Linked DNA regions of Mus musculus: region 2 is linked to region 1. A link is a contact called in public HiCAR-type data. All regions are on one chromosome and are shown on one strand. Each heading gives the region's core, a stretch centred on a gene start, on an enhancer-like site or on the middle of the called end of the contact. The rest is flanking DNA. Distances are from core to core; before and after follow the strand shown. Region 1 has its middle 19 kb from the start of AI314278. Region 2 overlaps Me3 (malic enzyme 3, NADP(+)-dependent, mitochondrial).

Evidence for each region. HiCAR-type assays count read pairs that join an accessible place to other places.
Region 2: a HiCAR-type map of fibro-adipogenic progenitors shows a contact between it and region 1, with 8 times the contacts expected there. The contact joins two enhancer-like sites. A contact is called at or near these places in 1 of 39 promoter capture datasets (hippocampal neurons), 3 of 15 datasets of contacts at CTCF or cohesin (the NIH/3T3 cell line, embryonic stem cells and large pre-B cells), 28 of 484 Hi-C or Micro-C datasets (the 3T3-L1 cell line, the HL-1 cell line, adipose-derived mesenchymal stem cells and 17 more) and 8 of 115 datasets of contacts at active chromatin or transcription factors (the 230-238 cell line, astrocytes, bone marrow-derived dendritic cells and 5 more).

The regions. Positions count from the first base shown.
Region 1 is chr7:89,442,085-89,448,005 of GRCm38.p6, reverse strand. No RefSeq gene overlaps it. Among named protein-coding and RNA genes, the nearest start is that of AI314278, 19 kb to the right of the region's middle. Within about 2 kb of position 2,700, at least 48 of the 459 cell types and tissues checked have an H3K27ac peak or open chromatin away from gene starts, as enhancers often do. A contact at or near this core is called in the HL-1 cell line and fibro-adipogenic progenitors, where this site is marked.
Region 2 is chr7:89,847,057-89,852,222 of GRCm38.p6, reverse strand. Me3 (malic enzyme 3, NADP(+)-dependent, mitochondrial) reads right to left here. Exons shown (of 14, transcript NM_181407.4): 10 at 4,194-4,299; 11 at 3,473-3,615; 12 at 2,456-2,629; 13 at 1,792-1,890; 14 at 1-487. The coding sequence ends at 326. Among named protein-coding and RNA genes, the nearest start is that of Ccdc81, 54 kb to the left of the region's middle. Within about 2 kb of position 1,597, at least 24 of the 459 cell types and tissues checked have an H3K27ac peak or open chromatin away from gene starts, as enhancers often do. A contact at or near this core is called in the HL-1 cell line and fibro-adipogenic progenitors, where this site is marked.

The DNA.
Region 1 (5,921 bases), core at 1,451-3,950:
TTCTCTCCTTCTCCTCTGAGAAGGGGGAGGACCCCTGGGTATCACCCCACGTTGGCATATCAAGTCACTGCAGGACTATGTTCATCCTCTCTCATGGAGGCCATACAAGGCAGTTAGGGGAACAGGATCCACAGGCATGCAAGAGATTCAGGGACAGCCCTTGCTCCAGTTGTTGAGGGACACCCCCATGAAGACCAAGCTGCACTTCTGTTACATGTGTTTGGGGGGAGTGAGGAGCTAGGTCCACTCCATGCTTGCTCTTTGTTTGGTGGTTCAGTCTCTGGGAGCCCCCAAAGGTCCAGGTTAGTTGACTCTGTTGGTCTTCTTTTGGAGTCCATATCCTTTTCAGGTTCTTCAATCTTTCCCCCAAGTCTTCTACAAGACTCCTGGAGCTCCATCTAATGTTTGGCTGAGGGTCTCTACATTTGTTTCCACTGGCTGTTGGGTAGAGAGCTCTCAGAGGACAGTTATGAGAGGCTCCTGTCTGCAAGCATAAGAGTATCAATAGTGTCAGGGGTTGCCTTTTGTCCGTGGGATGGGTCTCAAGTTGGGCCAGTCATTGGTGGGTCATTCCCTCCATATCTGCTCAATCTTTATCTCTGAACATTTTGGTGACAGGACACATTTTGGGTAAAAGGCTTTGCAGGTGGGTTGGTGTCCTTTACCCTCCCCTGGGAGTCCTGTCTGGCTACAGGAGGTAGACATTTCAGGATGATATTTCTAGGTCCATCCATTTGCCTGCAAAATTCATGGTGTTCTTGTTTTTGATGGCAGAGCAGTATTCTTTTGTGCAAATGAACTTCATTTTCTTTATTCATTCTTCAGTTGATGGAAATCTGGGTTGTTTCCAGTTTCTGGCTATTATGAACAAAGCTCCTATGAACATTGTGGTGCATGTGTCTTTGTGGTATGGTGGACCATCTTCTGGGTTTATGCCCAGGACTGGGATAGCTGGGTCTTGAAGTGGAACTATTTCCATTCTTCTGATAAACGGCCAACTTGATTTCCAGAGTGCTTGTACAAGTTTGCACTCCTACCAGCAAAAGAAGAATGTTCACGTTGCTCCACATCCTGCCAACAAGGAGTTTTTGATCTTAGCCATCCTGACCAGTGTAAGATGGAATCTCAGAGACATTTGGATTTGCATTTTCCTGAAGACTAAGGATTTCGAACATTTCTTTAAGTGTTTCTCAGCCATTAGAGATGCCTTTGTTGGGAATTCTCAGTTTAGCTTCTTAATTGGATTATTTGGGTTGTTGGTGTCTAACTTCTTGAGTATATATATATTGGATATTAGCCCTCTGTTGGATATAGGGTTAGTGAAGATCTATTCCCATTCTATAGACCTCAACATAAAATCAGATACATTAAATCTAATAAAAAAAGAAAGTGGGAAATAGCTTTGAATGCACAGGAGACACCTTATTAAACAGAACACCCACAGCTCAGGTACTAAGACCAACAATTAATAAATGGGACCTCAGGAAACTGAAAAGCTTCTTTAAAGCCAAGGACACTGTCAACAGGACAAATCAGTGATTTCTACTGAGCTCTTCTCAGGTGCCTTGTGTCACCTATCAGCTACTATGCCATTTATCCAGAGAATGCTTTATTTCATATATTGTATTTTCAGTTGTACATTAATCACTTTTTTTTTACTTTTGTATAAGTTGTTTATCTGCACATTTTTATTCACTCCTTGATCAAAATTATTTATTCTCCAGTGAGAGATCCCAACCTAAGTCTTACATTTTTGCAGGTAGGTATATTGCCCGCAAGTCTTTGAACAGAACTATCATAAGCTATTTTAATATCATTACTAGCTAATTCTAATACCTAGTTCATCTAAATGGTTGTCTCTGTGTATTGCATTCCCTATAAAGTATGATTTACATGTTTGTATTATTTTGTAGTAATTAAAGATTGGTATACTTTTCCATTTATTTGTGTATATGTATTCCTATGTATGTGAGTGCATGAGTGCCATTGTATACATGTCAAAGTCAGAGGACACTTGTAGAAGTTGCTTCTCTCCTTCCACCATGTGTGTTCCATCAGTTAAATTAGGGTTGTCAGGCTTAGCAGCAAATGTGTTTACCCACTGACCTACCTTTCCTTTCCACCTTTTAGTAATTTTGAATTATGTCTTCAACAATGTGATATGTTACAGAGATTGTTTTCTGTCGTAGTCATCCTGTATTGAAACTGTTTTGCTCTAGTAGTGACATCCAGATTTTCAAAAATGGATATCTTAGAAAGTGTTGCACGGGATTTCAAAATGAGACCGGAGGCAAGAAGCATCTTTAACATCTTTAAGCATCTTCAACAACAGTGCAGCGAAACCTGCATCTTTGAGACTCCAGGAATTTGATTAAAAGGGAAGTTTGCATTGGGAGACTCAGACCCCTACTTTCCAACACTCCAGTAAATGGCTGAAAACTGAGCCCGAACTGAAATGTCAAGAACCCCTGGATATAGATTGAGAGGCAAGGTAATGATTTGGGATGTCATTTTCACAGGAGGAAGTGAATGTTGTGACTTTTCCTGAAGAGACATGGACGGTCACATCCTGCCCTCTGCGTAGTGAAGCAACAACAGAACAAAGAAATAGTTCCCCACAAGTCTTAAGTAAATGAAATAGTAAGTGTGGGTGGGGTTACATACAAAACATGGGTGACTCATACGCTGCTGCACTGCCCGAAAGCCAACAGTGTGGTAATACCTCAAACAGCCTCTTCCATAGTTTCCTGAGCAACTGGAAGGCCTGTTTGAGAGACTTCTTTCCACAGAAATTGTTGTGACTTCTTGTGTAACCTTTGGAAAGAGCTATTGACATATTTTTTTGCAATATACTTTTAATAAGGGTTCAACCTCTCCTCTAGCCCACCACCCAGCTAAGATAGTGAGAGAGAAAAGTTATTAGGATACGGGGGAAGTGGACTCTTGTTCAGCAATAGTTCTTTGGGGGTGAACTTGAACTTCTTTAACATCAGTTAAGTCCCATAGCAAACACCAAATACAACTCGGCAAGCTGCACATCAGTTCTCTAGGCAGGCAGCTACCAGGCACAAACCAGCAGCTGTAGTTCAATGGTGAAGAAACTACAGTGCTCGCCCACTGGCCTGAGGCAAGGCTGCAGACAACAGCAAGCTGCCGCAGGAACCTCAAGAGCAATTCTTGGGCAGGTTTCTCTCAATGGCAGCAGTACCACAAGTTCAGCTCAACAACGCTATGTAAGACAAACCAACACATGTACGCCATTAGCAAAGAATAACGAGGCAGAAAACAGCCAAACCAATGCTTGGTGCTCGTCTCCCACGGTCTATGGAGTCATATTTATATGCTTGCATCGAAGGTCCTTTCACATGTTTACTATATCAAAACATCCTCTCACCTGTGTCTGCTTCAGGAAAACACTCTTTCATGTGCCTGCTTTAGCAAGACATCCTTTCTCCTGTGTGCCTCAGCAAACCATCATTTGACATAAGTTACTAAGTCCCAAAGAACCTCCTACTTCAAAGGGCCTTTTGAATCTTGTAAGCTTCAGGAGATTTCTGAGACATGGAAGTTTTATTTCCTTTTTAAATCCCAATGAGCCACCATGTTTCTTCCAATATTTTAATATTGGACTATTTTAATTGGAAGAAATTTTCTACAAAACAGATGTCTTAGTTACCTTTCAATTGCCATAACAAAATACCATGACCAAGGCAACGTATAAAAGAAAGCACCCAATTTGGGGCTCAGGTTTCCAGAGGGTTAGAGTTCATGATCGTCATGGCAGAGAGCATGGCAGCAGGCAATCAGACATAGTACTAGAACAGCAGCTGAAAGCTTATATCCTTATTCACAAAAATGAGGCAGCAGGAGAGACACTGGGAAGGAAATGGGTTTTTAAAACCTCAAAGCCTGCACTCAGTGACACACCTCCTCAATCAAGGCTGTACTTCCGAATGCTTCCCAGACAGTTCCACCAACTGGAGACTAAGTATGGGAGCCATTTTCACCCAAACCACTACAACAAAGTGTGAGAAGACAAACAGAAGTAGGAGTTGAACCCGGGGAAGAAGCAGAGACTATAGAATAAATCAATGACTAAAAAGATCCAGAGTGCCAGGAAGAGTGGGTACAGTGACAGAACAGAGTCACGAAGGAATGCTGGGAGCTGGGAGCTTCAATTAACTGGGTAAGCTGAAGTCCAAGGAGCTCTCAGTCAGAATATCACTGCTGACCTTTGCGGGAGCAATGAATGGCAGATTGGAGAATGTTTAAAAGTGGAGGGAAGGTGTGGTGGGGTCCATATCATTCTGCATCTACAGGTGCCTTCAACCCTTTTCACCGTTTTCCACACACACACATCTCATAATCATGTGCCACGTGATTTTCAAATGAAATTGTTACAGATGGTTCTTCACCTAAGTCAGTTGATTTCCGTTTCTTTAAAATCTTTGTAGTGGTTTGAAAGCAATACATAACCAGTGAAAGCTGTACTCTTGCTCTGCAAGTTTGATCTTTCTCCAGGCTAGCTTCATGTGGTGTGCTGTTCTATCGTGATCAAATCATTGCCATCTACCATAGCTCCCACCCAGCCGTGCCGTCACAACTCTGAACAGTGCTGATCAGTAGTTACTGCATTAAACATATTTCTGACTTACAGTTTTTGCTTTATAATAAGTTTCCCAGGCCATAACTCCACTACAAGTTAAGGAGCACCAGCACACAAAACTAGTTCTGGTCACATACTTATGTGGCTGTCCTTTAAAGCAGAGCCACCTAATTAATTATGCCTTCACAGATTTAAAGTAAGCAATTGGCAAAAAGGCTATGGCAGAAAATTTCAGTAGTATATCAGTAATTTTTCTTATTTCAAAAGATATAATTTCACTACATCCAGTAGATTTGAATCCCAAGTTTTCATTTGCTCGTGGTGTGACTCTGAGCTTAATCATCCTGAGATACAGGTTCCTGGCAGAGGTGATAACAATGGTAGCAGTACCAACCATGTACTGTATTCCTCAGGGCATCGCTGTAAGCTTTATATGGACTCAATGATGCCATACAGACAGCAACTTTATCTTGTAGTATTGTTATCATTTTCCCTTTAGATGACAAAAATAACAAAACAAACAGAAAGAAACAGAAATAAAGATATGTGCTTGAACTCACATTACTAAAGTGGCAGAGTTGGAATTTGAACAAACAAGGTACTCATTAGCTGAAAATTGATATCATAACTTATTAATCCATGTAATAATATTTTAAAAGATATTTGCATGTGAACATCAATTAGACAGATCCAAATTTGAAGTTTATATGAAAGACTGAAGATTAATGTGTTCTTTCCAAGTTTAGTGTTCTTTTAAAAAATATGCTGAGTTTCTAGGAGAGTCTCATATTTTGAAAGTTTTTGAGGATATAAATGGCAACTCCAGTGGAGTACAAATCACCAGGTGGGTTTTAGTGAGTGTATTGTGATTCAGCTTTCCAACCTGGAGACCTGAGTACACTCATCGCCTGCCTGTCTGAGGACAGCTGGGAACGAAGGGAGCAAATGGCACAGCAGTTGGGGACCGTCACTCGAATCAGTCCAGCTGCCTGGCAACTGTACAATGGAGAGTATTTAACTGAAATGGGCAGTCTTAGTAAGAGACCAGGATTCAGTGGGAACATGAGAGGCATAAAACCAGAATTGGGATTCATTTAAAAAAATAAATACAATACAAAAAAAATATCTTTACCACCATAGATAATGATGTTCTGGGAAGACAGAAAGTCAACAACAAACTGAAGAGAGACAGACAGACCCAGGGTGTTGTAATGAGTAATGCTGGCTCAGGAGTTAGAGATTAGTATAGTCCTGGCCTTGGTATAGTTCTTATTCCCTTTAAATCTTGGTTCCTTCATAAAACTGTGTGTCTATT
Region 2 (5,166 bases), core at 348-2,847, 410 kb before region 1:
CTCTTATGAAAAAGGACTCATGTCCAATCTAGACCTTTACCTCTACAAAGGTGAGGTTCTAGGCAGAAATTTCCAGAAGGTTTGATTAGTAGATAGCAATTAATAGTAAAAGAGATATTCAGAAAGGAATTCAGACAAAGGTTATAGGAAAATGAGTCTCCAGGGCCTTCAGGAACAAAGCTATCATCGCTGTTTGCCTTAGCATCTACCCCCAAACCCAAAGGAAGACAAATGACAAATATAACCACAGAGACAAGACTGGCCATTTTGGAACCGGTTTATATTGTATTTCTTCATCCAGCCCAAACCATCTCTGGAGACTGCGTCAGACCTTCTGAACACTCATAGCTTCCTTAGGCCAGCTGTAGGTGTCTAGTGAGAAGGAGTCATAGTCTGGAGTGTAGATCAGAGATTTTACAAAAGCCTCCTTGTCCTTGGGCTCTGGATAGTAGGAGGCCAAGTTGTGTTTGTATGCATAGTCGAGGACCTAGGAAAAATATGTTCGGGTGAGGAACTAGATCTATGGGTAAGTCTGTCTTAAAGGCTCCTTACTTGGCAGCCAGGGGCTAAGGAGTATCTCCTAAAGAACCAGTGTTTCTCTTCAGTTGTGACCTACGACACCACTGGAAGGGGAGGGTTAGAACTTTCTTTCTAGATAGTACTTACTTCCCCCCCAAGAGGCTTGTAGTCTCCCTCTCCAGAGCTCCGGAGATAAAGGGTTCATACCTCATGCCTGGGCCAGGCTAAAAGAGGCTGAGCCTATCTCACCTGCTTCCCACTCCCTGTGGGTTTCCAGCCATGTCAGGCTTCATGGGTACTTCAGTGTCCTAGTCGGTAAGCAGAGTAATTATATCCCTTTCCTAGAGCGATGTGAATAGAGGCCATTCCCTTGCTGGCTGAGAGGTTGAACTGGATGATTTTCTTATGAACAAATAGCCTTAATGAAGGAAGTGTGGTGGCTGAGCTGGACTGGGACTAAGTTGTTGGACTTTACAGCTGCGGTTTAAGGGTGCCTGCCCTGGACAACTAACTCATGTACTGCTGACTTAATACATAGTCAACTAACTATGTATTGCTGAGCAGTGCAGTTTATGAAATTATTTGTCATTCTAACAGAAAAAGCCATATACACTAATGGGAATGATACGTATCCATTATCCAGCTTGGATAGTTATTATTTGAAATTGGTCTTTATTGTATTGTGCTGTATTTGAAAACCTATCGCTTTTGCATAATCTCACAGTCTGGAATATTCTGTGAACCTGATCACCTCCTCACCTCTTAAAGAGAGAAAGAGGGAAAAGAAACATGTGCCATGCTTAGCAGGAACATTTAGTCTCCAGAGCTCCAGGAGAGAGGAACTTCTGACCTCTTCAGAACCGAAGTGGAATGAAGTAAAGATATCTGCTGATTGCCAGAGTAAGGACTCCAAAGCCCGAGTCCTTGCCATGAGGCTATGCAAGCTGACCTTTCTCATAAATGACTGACTATGATTCATTAAGAAAAAAATTCCACCCACGTTCTGGTTCACAAGACCATGGCCTCTGGTGGCCTTTCCTGATGTTTTGGAGGAAATCTGGGTGCTTTCCTAGAATTGGCCTGAATGGGTATTTGGGACTCAGGCTGTTGAGCAGGCAAGAGTTTGTCACTCAGTCTTTGGTGTGCATGCAGGGATGCTCAGGGAGCTCAGGATGTTTCCCTGGCTGCCATCCCCTTAGCTCTCCTGAAGTCAGAGGAATAGGTGGAGCCTTACTACCCATGCCAGAGGGATACAAGTAGGATACCCCTTACTTTGACTGCAATTCTCAGAGACACATCTCGGATGGTGCTGAGTGGTGGGTAGAGTCTCCCCTGAGACAGGTGCTGCTCAGAGACTTCTTGGGCAATTTGCTAGAGAGAGGGAGAGGGGAAGGGAGAGAGATAGGTTGATTTTTTTTTTTCATCACAGAACAAATCCATCCCCTTATCCCAAAGCTTGCCCAGGTACTGCAACCTGTGCCACATAAGGAAGCTTAATGCTAGGCTTAAACAAAGACTCATTCTGTCTATAGTAAATATGGCTGATGTTCAAAGCAGCACGGGACTCCCTGAATTCTAAAAGAAAATCACCAAGACCAAGAAGGATGTAGTTGTGACCGGCAAACAAAGCTTTTTGTCCTCTGGTTGGCCACAGCCTGTTACACAATGGTCTCTGGGTTCCTTACTTCTTGGATTCTAGTCTCCTCCGACACGCTTGATATTCTAAATGGTCATCTAAACAAAATCATTTCTCTGGTCATGGTTCTATGAGTTTTCCTTTCCAGCCTTGTTTCTTCTCTAATGCCAGTGTTGGGGGGCAGTGAGTGGGCAGAAGAGATGAGAGGACGAATCCAGGGGTCACCAGGCTTAAAGACCTGGTGTTGATCCACCAACCCTATTAGATTAGAAGCACCCTAGGAAGAAAAGACAGTGGTACCTCTGCCGTCAGGAGGAAGATTTCATCTGGGATGTGCCGGATCCCACCAGCGATGACACCCAGAGCTACCCCAGGAAACACATAGGCATTGTTTCCCTGACCAGGAGTGAATGTCCTGCCATCTTCCAGAGTCACACTCTTAAAAGGACTTCCACTGGCAAAGATTCCTCGGCCCTGGAGGCAGGAAGAAAACAAGAGCTGGATCATGGAGACAGGTTTGGAGTAGTCATGGTAGTCTATTCTTGTCTCTTAAATATGGGGTCCGCTTCATTCTCCCTTAAGTGTTCAGAACTGTAGTGAGAACTTGGTAAGTACTCTAAGAACAATTTACTTATCTGACCAGAAAGCTAAGCCCCACCTCCCTTTAAGTTACTGACAGTGGTGGTCATGGTGACCCTTCCCCCCAACATTTGGAAGGGCCAAGTCTGGTCAGTTGCCTAGAGAATACAGAAGCATGGTTCTGGATAAAGCTCTATCCAGAGCTTTGGAGCATTGAGAAGCACAGTATCATGGGGAGAGCTTTGGTTTTGGAGTTAATTCTAAGTTTCAGAGGTAGCTCTATTCTTTATTAGTTTGATGATGTTTGGAAAGTTGACTCATCTTTCTTTTTTTTTTAAATAAATTTTTTATTGGTTATTTTATTTACACTTCAAATGTTATCCCCCTTCCTGGTTTCCCCTCCGAAACTCCTCTAACTCACTCCCCTTCCCCCCTGTTTCTATGAGGGTGCTCCCCCACCCACCTACCCGCTCCCACCTCATCACCCCCCCAGCAGTCCCACACACTGGGGCATCAAGCTTTCACAGGACCAAGGGCCTCCCCTCCCAGTGATCCCAGACAAGGCCATCCTCTCTTAAATATGCAGCCGGAGCCATGGGTCCCTCCATGTGTTCTCTTCATCGTTCTAAACCTCAGCTTGCTTACTATGACGGGGCACTCTCTGTCACCCATATAGGGTTTCTGGTGTAACTGTTACTACTTTCTCTCAGCTGGTGGGAGAAAGAACTCCCCGCTGACCTCGGTGACCCGGTAGCACTTCTCAGCTGTGCACTCAGCCTTGCTGGTGGGGTTGCTCAGGGCAAAGACGATAGGGCGCTCATGGAAGGAAGCCATGTCCCTCAGAATCTGCTCCGTGAAGGCTCCTGCGATGGCAGCGACACCTACAGGGAAAAGGGGGGTAGTAGGGAAGGCCTACTGGGTATAAATATCCCGTTTCTCTTCATGTGGCACTGGGGAGGGAAGTAGGTACCTCATGACAGACTTGGGAATCTTGGGAATAAAATCTGCTATCGGGGCTGAGGGAACAGAAGGGAAACGAATCCTGTTGCTTGAGTTAGCTAAGACCTGCTCATTCCACAGAGACCACTGGTTTGTTTTAGGTCTCTGATCTTTAAGGCCCTCCTGAATGTTGCTGAGAGCAGAGTATTCCTCTAGTACAGAGACAGGTGCCAGGGTCCCTGTCTTGGAGTGCAAGGAGAGCCCACCTTCATGCTAGAGAGCAATACTGTCCTTCCCTACCATATTATATCATTCTGTGTTAACAAGTTGCAACTCCGGTCCTTCATTTTTATAGTTTGTATACAGACGTCACTCAATAAAAGTTTACGGCATTGAACCAGACATAGAAGAGGGGAAAGAGCTGTGCTTCTATAGGTAGTTTCACTGAGCCTCAGACTCCATCTGCAAGTCAGGAGGGTTAGCTGGGCTGGGTAGTAGGGTCCCCTCTTCTTGTTCCTACCTATAATTGCTGTGGGCTTCACCAGCCTTACTACCTCCTCCAGGGAGTTGACTTCAGGGTGGTCTTGGGCAAACATCTCCTTCTCATGGTTTAGGTGGCTTCTTCCCTGTAGGGAACGAAGGGTGTTGGGTAGGTAGAGTGTTGGAGGTCTACTGAGCAGGTCCTTGATGCAGTAGGATTCTGACAGTGTTTTGGACTGAGCCTCATGGTTTGGTCTGAGCCTGTAGAATAGTGAGGCACCCTTGATCAGATTTCCCAGTAGAACCTACAGTGAACCCTAAGGAAATCTATTTCTTTTTAAAAAATATGTATTGTAATTGCATAGTTGTTTTTGCCTGCTTATGTTTGTGTTCCGTGTGGATGCAGTGTTCGTGGGGGGCTATAAGAGAGTACCAGGTTCTATGTAACTGAACTTACAAAAAGTTGTTAGCCACCATGTGTGTGTGTGTGCTGGGAATCAAACCAAATCAAATCTGGGTTCCCTAAAAGAGTAAACAAGTGTTCTTAACATCTGAGCCATCTCCCCAGCCGCACAGAAGAAGAACTGATAAGTTATCTTTTCTTTTTAGCTGCTGTAGGTCATGGCTTCCTGGGTGAGGATAGAAAGACTCCTAGAAAATTCCTTAGCTTTGCTGAATCCCTTGACTACAAGAAGTGGAGCCCACAGGTTCACAGAAGGACAGAGGCTTGAGACTTCCAGTGCCAGGGAGCTAGTGAGAATAGATTTAGTAGGATCCCCTAGTCTTCCTGTGAGTCTCAGTAAGCTGAGTCTAGGACAGGCTGGTCATGGCATCTCTTCAAGAAGCCTGGTAGTGACAAACTAGCCCAAGTTCTGGTAATGAGTCAATCATTTCTGACTTCCCCAGCTGGCCTCCTGAGTACCAGAGTGATGCCAAGCCTACAACTTGTTGATTAGAAGTCAGCTCAATAGCGTGAACAAAATGATGGGAAAATGAGCCAGTGAGTAGGAAGA